Regions from separate parts of the Mus musculus genome. Here region 1 is linked to region 2. The links are chromatin contacts, called in public HiChIP or PLAC-seq maps. All regions are on one chromosome and are shown on one strand. Each heading gives the region's core, a stretch centred on a gene start, on an enhancer-like site or on the middle of the called end of the contact. The rest is flanking DNA. Distances are from core to core; before and after follow the strand shown.

Region 1 (4,269 bases), core at 803-3,302, 700 kb after region 2:
CTCAGGATGCCGGAGCCAGAGCGGAGTAAGCCAGGACCAATTTGGCAGGAGGCTAAGCACATCACAGGGGGCCTTGTGTATTAACCCAGAAGGGAAGGAGACAGGAATCATTCTGGGATAAGGTGTGACATGGCTCTGGCTCCCACAGTTATAGTCCCCTCATAGCCATTCTCTGTGTGAGGAGCCAGGCAGATGTTCAGGGAAGGAGGGGTTGGTATCTGCGCACAGCCAGGACAGCCCAGGTCAGGCTGTGGCAGAAAATGACTCCATGTGGTCCCAGGGCTTCTCTCTGTGGCACATGGCATGACATGGGTTTGGCCCAAGTGAGTGACAGCCCTTCCCTGGGATTCCACCGGGTAGAAGACAGTCAGTTTAGGCTGCAGGTGCTTTCCATGTGTGGTTCCAGCTAGAGGAGGAGTCTGGCACTGATAACAGCAATGTGCATGACCAAGAGGTACATCTTCACAGGTCGGAGTTCAGGGAGGGGAGGGAACTCAAGCCTCCGGGATCTCAGAGGACACTGGGCCAGCAGTGGACGCCACACTGCTCTTAGGACTGCCTATCTGTCACAGTGAGCCTTCTTTTCTAATGAACATAAATTCCAGTTACACCTGCTCCCATTTGGAGAACTGGCTACCTCTGCTTTTCATGGAGAGAGGCTGTCGGGGCAGAATCAAGTTCCCAGTCTCAGCTAACAGCTTCTTCCCTGAGCTTGGCCTCCTACCCAGGAGCCAGGACTCCTTTGAAGTCCACCATCACTGTTTTATCTCTGAAAATACTTCACCATCTTGCAGTTCCACCCAGAGACCAGTGCCTCTTCCCTTCCCGCCTCTCCTCACCCTCTACACCAAGCTGGCCACAGGTCTCCTGCTAAGTTACAGCCTCTCTTCCTCTGAGCACCTCTGTGTGTGAGGAAGCCCAACATTTTACCTTCCCTGACATTCAAGGCTGACATGATTTGAACGTGTTCTCTGAGGATTCGGGTGTTAAGATTTAGTCCCTATTGTGAGGTATAGAGGGTGGGTGGAAACTTATATGGCCTTGTGTTGGAGGTAGGGGTCAGAAGGACAGGGGGTGGGACTAGATAAAGACTTCTGACAGTGGCTTACTCAGGAGAGAATGGGTGGGTTATACATATGTTCCCAGTCTATGTGATGCCCTGTGCCTCTGCCCTAGTCACAGTCAGCAAGCAACCTTGGTGTTCCAGAGCATAGATGAAAAGGACCTCACTTATTGTCTTATTTAAATGTTTGTTTGATACAAGGTCATCATAGCCCAGGCTGACTTTCAACTCTCTCTGTGGCTGAGTCTAAAGTCCCCCTGGTCTCACCTCGGCAGAGAGACTGGGCTCTGCTGGCCTCATAGGGCTTTGTGCAAGCACTGTACCATTTCACGGAGAGGAACTGCACCCATGGATGCAGTGTCTGTTGTGGTCCTAAAAATGACCCCCTCAAGTCCTAGAGGTGAATATTAGCACCTGAACATTTCCCCAGACCACAGTGTACCACTATGTACATAATATTTTTCTTACAGAGTACTGGGTTTTTTTGTAAAGAATAAAATACCAGTCTATCCATGGGCATCTCCTCTTCTTCCTCTTCCTCTTCCTCTCCCTCTTCCTCTTCCTCTTCCTCTTCCTCTTCCTCCCCTCCCTCTCCCTCCTCCTCCTTCTCCTCCTCCCCCTCCCCCTCCTCTTCCTCCTCCTCTTCCTCCTCCTCTCATTCTCCCTCTCCCTCTTCCTCCTCTTCCTTCTCTTCCTCCCCTCCCTCTCCCTCCTCCTCCTCCTCCTCTTCCTCCTCTTCCTCCTCTTCCTCCTCCTCTTCTTGTTACAGTTAGAAAACCCCACCCTGGAACCCCTACAGGGCGGCAGAGGCTATACCTTAATTATCTCCCCGACTCTCAGAGCTCAGGTAGTAATGGATGTTTGCTCAGAGCAGTGAGTACTTAGAGGAAGGCATGGTTATTTAAATGTGAACGGAAGAGTCTATAATTGAATGGATAAGCAAACACATCCGTGAGTAAGTGAAGGCATGAGTCACCAAATGAAGTGACAGATTACAGCCCCAGCAGGTCTGTGATTGGGTTATTCCAGCTCCGGCACCCTCAGACACCTGTGGTTGTGCTTGCAGGGATGCGCCTCTTCCTTAGTCGCCCGAGAGGAGAGGGGAGATTTGAAACTGCGCAGGTATTGCCCCCTCCAAGATGCCTCAGACCTGACTCCACTTTCTGAGCCAAGGCCTGGAATCCACCGCGGCTAAGGATGCCCAGAGAACTCTGAACAGCTCATCCCTGTATCCCTGAACTGTGGCTGAAGGTCAGTGGGAGGAGTAGGGTGTTTGCCACAAGGACAGGGCCAGACCTCCCACATCTTCAGAAGAAGGGAGACTTCTGGTGAGTCCATGTCTCCTCCTCCACACCCCAGCCCCACAGTGAGGGGGCGACAGAGCCATGAGCAGGAGCCAGCGGTTGCCATGACAACACATTAAGAGACGTGAAGCTGCTTTCAGTTTTCAGTTTCAGCTTCTGGAAAGGGGTCAAGCATGTGGGGCAGAGAGAAGAGTCAGGAGGGGGAAATCACAGCCACCCCCACTCAGTCTCACAGTTAACCACAGCCCAGTGCACTGTGTGCTCCGAGTCCCTCCTTCTGGTGTGTCACTTCCTAGGACACTCAAAAGGAACCTGAGAAGTGGTGATCCCACCTCATGGTCAGAAGGCTGGGTCTGAAGTCACTTGCCCACCCAGGTGGTAGCAGAGCTGGTTCTTGCATTGGGTTCCTGACTACAAAACCTTGTTTAACAGACCCAAAGATTCTAGAATCCCACTGGGTTAGGGCAGTACACTTTATTGGTCCATTAAACAAGACACTTACCCAGGAAGGTTCAGATCTACAGGCACTCAAGCAGAAAAGCTTCTAGGATTTGCTCATACATACAACAAAGCACATGTATGCACACACAGCAGTTATGTATGCGTGTGCACACATTCATGCCTATGCACATTCATGCTCACACATAGACACAGCTGCAATCACACAGGCAGGCACACACCTGTATATCCATGGAAGCAGATTTTAAAAAATGCTTCTTTTGACACGCAGCTTTGGAGTTCCTCCCCTCTTAAAATGACAGTCTGTTTCCTTAGCCACTGAACTTGGCTGTGTGATGATATTCTGGCCCATGCAAAATTAGCAAGCACAGAGTTGGGGAGATGGGTGGGTCTGTCAAGTGTTTGATTCACAAGTATGAAGACCTGAGTTAAGATCCCCAGGATCCTCATAAGATGCTGGGCATGGTGGCTTGTGCTTAGAACTCCTAATTCCAGTGACAGAGAGATGGGAGGCAGAAGCAAGCAGATCCTTGGAGCTTCCCATCCATCTAGCCTAACCTACTGGGAAAAATTCTAGGCCTGGGAGAGACCCTGTATCAAACAAAGGTGGAAGGTTCCTGAGGAAGGACACTCAAGGTTGGCCTCTAGTCACAGCACATAGGGCAGACCCACATGCTTGCATGCACCTTCACATATGCACGTGCACATACACATACACATAATGGAAGAATAACCCTGGGAACGTATATTTTCACGGTGTATTTGTATTTTCTCTCTCTCTCTCTCTCTCTTTCTCGTTCATTGCCTTCACTATGAAAACATGCCCACGATGTTAGAGGAGACCTCATTAAGTTCAGAGCCACGTCATCTCCTTTGTCCTGGCAGAGATCAACCAAAACTTTACTCCTCCACCAACAAAGAAACCATTAAAAGTGGGACTAACGGAAATTCAGAGCTGCCAATCAAAGCCCAGGTGACTCACGAGCCAAATACCTTCTTATTTTTAGCAGTTCACTAACTGAGGTTTTGTGCTTGCTTGTTACACAGCATTGCTTCCAATGAATAACCGATACACGTAGGCATTAAAGAGGAATGTGTCATGGGAGGGAACCTAAGTAGTGTGTTTACCTGGTTATCCTTTAAAATGGCACCTGTGTTGAAAAGTTATCGATGTAAGAATCATCCTTTTCTACTGTCTTAGTTTGGGGAGGATGGGGTTTACGTCATCTTACAACTCGCAGGTTATACTGTAGGAACAAGGGATGTCAGAGCAGGCACTCAAGGGAGGAACCTGGAGGCAGACATTGACGCAGAGGCCATGGAGGAGTGCTCCTTATTGGCTTGCTCCTCATGGCTTTCTCATTCTGCTTTCCCATATACTCAGAAGCACTGGACTTGGGCTGGCACCACCCTCCGTGAACTGGGTTCACCCATCAATTATGA
Region 2 (4,021 bases), core at 602-3,101:
ACCAGGGAGCTCGAGGGCTGGGACGGGAACATCCGAGATGAAGGGAGGTGACTCTCCTTTGTGCCCTCAGCCTTCCTATCCCCTCCTTGCAGGCTCTGTCCTAGTCTCAGGGTGCCCATGAAGATGTCTATTACCACTGGATTGCCCAGGGAACTCTGGCTGAAGTGTGGCTCAGTGGTAGAGTGTGTGCTTACTGTGCCTATGGGCCTGGGCTCAGCTACTGGAATGACATAACAAAGAGAAGGAGGGAAGGAAGGAGGGCGGAGGGAAGGGAGGGAGGCAGGGGTTGGTGGGTAAGAAAGCCTATTACACAGATGTGTAATTCCCGAATGTAGGAAGTAGAGGTAGGAAGATCAGGATGGAATTCCACTCCGGCCTGGGCTACTTTTGAGGGTCTGTCTCAAAAAGCCAAAAACCAAGTAAGCAGCAAGCAATCAAATGATAAACAAACAAACCCATTATCAACCATCACATAATCCACACATTTAAGGAGCACCTCTGTGAGTGCTCACACACACTCACGTGCACACCATACATCCCGCCGCCCCTGCCCCCTCCGCTCTAGGTGTTTTCTGTTGTAGCATTTTATGTGAGTGGGACCATCCTGCGTGCACTGTCCTTTGCGAATGGCTTCAGCATTTAGCAAGTCTTAAAGGGTCATCCACGTTGTAGTCAATGTGAGTTCTGTATCCCCTTCCTTCCTTCCGTCCCCTCCCTCATGTCTCTCTTCCACCCCTTCAGTTTCTCTCATTTACTCTCCTCCCTCCTTTTCCAGTGATGAAAACAGAACCCAGGGTCTCTCACATGCAGGGCTGTGCTCCTTGTTCTAGTATCTCTGCCTCTCTGTCTCTGTCTGTCTCTCTGTCTCTGTCTCTCTGTCTCTCTCTAACTTTTGGGTTTTCGAGACAGGGTTTCTCTGTGTAGTTCTGGCTGTCCTGGAACTCCCTCTATAGACCAGGCTGGTCTCGAACTCAAAGGTCCACCTGCCTCTGCCTCCTATGGGCTGGGATTAAAGGCATGCACCATCACTGCCTAGCTTTCCAGTTTCTTTCTTTTTTTTTTTTCTTTTTTTTTTTTTTTTGGTTTTTTGAGACAGGGTTTCTCTGTATAGCCCTGGCTGTCCTGGAACTCACTTTGTAGACCGGGCTGGCCTCGAACTCAGAAATCCGCCTGCCTCTGCCTCCCGAGTGCTGGGATTAAAGGCGTGCGCCACCACGCCCGGCCAGTTTCTTTTTTATATTCAAGTAATACTCCAGTGTATGGATGTCCAATCTTTTGCTTCTCCATGTCTCCACTGAGGGACATTTGGGCTCCTCTCGTTCTTGGGCAGTCATGAAAACTCTGCAGGACATTTGTGTCAAAGTGTCAGTGTGGACACATGCTTTCATTTCCCTTGGGAGTGAACCTAGGCGTGCTGAGGAGTACAGTGCGCACTGCACTCTTATAGGACACGGTGCCACGTGTTTTCCAGAGGGGCTGTCCTGGTTCCCATGCCCGAAGGACGGCTACTATTTATCTTGTTAAAGCTTGGCAGTAAGACAGGCTTTCGGGCTCCTGCTTATTGGCCATTTATATATCCTTTGCTGAGAACTGCACTGAGTTTGCAAGCCCTGGACATGGCAGAATTACCCAGAGTCCACTGAGGCTTCACGATGGTTGAGGAAATCAAGGAAATTCCTTAGTAGGCCTGCCTGCTCTCTCTGTTTCTGTTTTGCTCTCTCTCTCTCTCTCTCTCTCTCTCTCTCTCTCTCTCTCTCTCTCTCTCTCTCTCGTCACACATACACACAAACATACACACCTACCTCATCCTCCCTGGCCTCCTTTGGGCTCCTGCTCTTTGCCTGTGAGTCACCCTTAGGTGGCTGCAGTTTTCTCAGTCCAGAGGCTGCCCTGAGCCCAAGCCTAGCCCCTCCATATGCAGTTGCCAGCTGGTCTCAGGACTCTGGTTTTCGGTGCCCCAAAGGAGGGAGAAGGCGGGTGATAGTCCCTGCTCTCCAAAGTCTTGGCTGTTGAGCTAGTCTAAAGAAGGTGATCTTGTGCTGGAATCCTGGCAGAGATCATGTGGGAGTATGGAAAGATCTAAAGCGTCTAAAGTGATTGTAAAAGCCCACAGCCACAGCTATGAATCTTCCTTTGGATCAGCAGGTAGACTTCTGCCTTTGTTTCTCTGCGCTCATTTGCTCCTGGGGCAAAGACTTGTAGTATCTGTCTGAGTCTGTGTACAATGGGGTTCTTTTTGTTTTGTTTTGTTTGATTTTGTTTTGTTTGGTTTTTGGTTTTTTTCGAGACAGGGTTTCTCTGTATAGCCCTGGCTATCCTGGAACTCACTTTGTAGACCAGGCTGTCCTCGAACTCAGAAATCTGCCTGACTCTGCCTCCCAAGTGCTGGGATTAAAGGCGTGCGCTACCACCGCCTGGCTACAATGGGGTTCTTAAGTTTCATCTACCTGGGAGTGTGCACAGACACCCCTGCAGGAGCCCCTTAGCTGGACCACTCTCTTTCTTGCTCACCAGTGCACTCCAGCCTTTGTACACTGCCTAGCTGTGTGACTTCAGGCAAGTGACTGTGTGTCTCTGAGCCATTCATCTGTAAGAGGCTGAAGGAACACAGTGGTTTCCCTTGCCATACTGGAAAGAGTTTGGCCAGTGAGGGGAGAGGCAGATGACCCTTAGGAGGGTCATTCTGGGAAGGTGGGCTGTCCTGTTCTGCAGGACTGTAAGGATAGGTAGACTTTCCCCACGATTCGGGAATCAGCATGAAGCAATGGTTTCTCTGTGGACATAACACATTGCCAAACACTAGCTCAAGTCTCCCAGTGTATAGAGTTCACCTAGCCCACATAGCCACCCATGAGGTCCAAAAGGAAACTGAGGCTCTGGGAGAGCTGACAGGCCTTTGCTAAATGCACAGCAAGGAAGTGCCTGGGAGGATTTGAACCAGGGCTGCTCACATGCTGTGTCTGTCAGCTCTCAGGCACTGTGACAGACACCCTCAGGAATCGATTGCCTTAGCAAGAGGAGAGCACAATTGGAGAGATTTTAGCGTGTAGTCTCTTGATTCTGCTTTGTGTCTGTGGCAGTGTCTCATGGCAAAGCCTCTTTATGGAAGGCGCTGGACTCCCATACCCACTGAGGGCACGTCTCTGAGTACTTGGGAGACTCTCCCTGGGTCTCATCTCTTAAAGCTCCCACCCCTCCAGGAACCAAGCTGGGACCACGCCGTTAGCATAGGGCCTTTTGTGGGACACCAGTTCCGAAGAGTAGTGTTCACACCGGTGGAAAGTCTGGAAGATTGACTGCCTGGATGCAGTCAGTGGTTTCCTTGAGTCTGCTAGGTAGGACTTTGATTTTTCTCTTTTTCATCATGACCAGATTAATAAGAGCTATGCCCTCATCGGAGCCCTTGGCAGTGACTGAGTCGTCTCTCCCTCCGTCTCTGCTTGTCCTACTCCTGGGCGCAGTGCAGAAGGATCTGTACCCTAAAAGACAATCGGCTTTGGCAAACTAAACTATTTCTTTTCAAAGTTCACTTCCTGTTTCTCCTGGGAGGAAACTGAAATTCACAGAAGCTCAAAGCTCTGGCTAGTACTCTTGACGGAGCCCCACTAACACCAGTGTCCTTGCTGGGCTAGCTTTGGTATGACGTCACACGTTCCTCTTTGCCCCTTGTGAACAATTGGAAGGGGACCCTGGGCCTGCTTAAGTCACTTCCTGCTGGCTAGGAATCTGATGTGGAGTTTCCAGTGACTAAAACCATAACTCTGGAACTTTCCGTCCCTACAGGACGCTTCTCTGGCAGCGTTCTCTGTGGGAGAACCTCATGGTCTTTCCTCATTTATCCAGAGGGGACCGACCGTGCATGGGCCACTGTGTTTATCCGGGCTCTGAGTGTCTTCCATAGTTCTACAGAGTTCTTAGCTTTATCTCTGGCCTCCCTGCTCTCGGCTTCGTCCACCCAAGCTCATATTCCAAACAGAAAAGTTCTGTGGCGTTCTGGATTTGGCTGTTTTGTCTAGAACTC

What was found. HiChIP or PLAC-seq counts read pairs in DNA pulled down with a chosen protein or histone mark.
Region 1: a contact with region 2 is called in an HNF4G HiChIP or PLAC-seq map of pancreatic cancer cells. The contact joins two enhancer-like sites. A contact is called at or near these places in 1 of 39 promoter capture datasets (hippocampal neurons) and 1 of 115 datasets of contacts at active chromatin or transcription factors (pancreatic cancer cells).

Annotation. Positions count from the first base shown.
Region 1 is chr6:114,345,934-114,350,202 of GRCm38.p6, forward strand. No RefSeq gene overlaps it. Among named protein-coding and RNA genes, the nearest start is that of Gm38875, 50 kb to the right of the region's middle. Within about 2 kb of position 2,053, at least 43 of the 459 cell types and tissues checked have an H3K27ac peak or open chromatin away from gene starts, as enhancers often do. A contact at or near this core is called in pancreatic cancer cells, where this site is marked.
Region 2 is chr6:113,641,375-113,645,395 of GRCm38.p6, forward strand. The region is part of intron 1 of Irak2 (interleukin-1 receptor-associated kinase 2); the gene reads left to right. Among named protein-coding and RNA genes, the nearest start is that of Irak2, 4.9 kb to the left of the region's middle. Within about 2 kb of position 1,852, at least 38 of the 459 cell types and tissues checked have an H3K27ac peak or open chromatin away from gene starts, as enhancers often do. A contact at or near this core is called in pancreatic cancer cells, where this site is marked.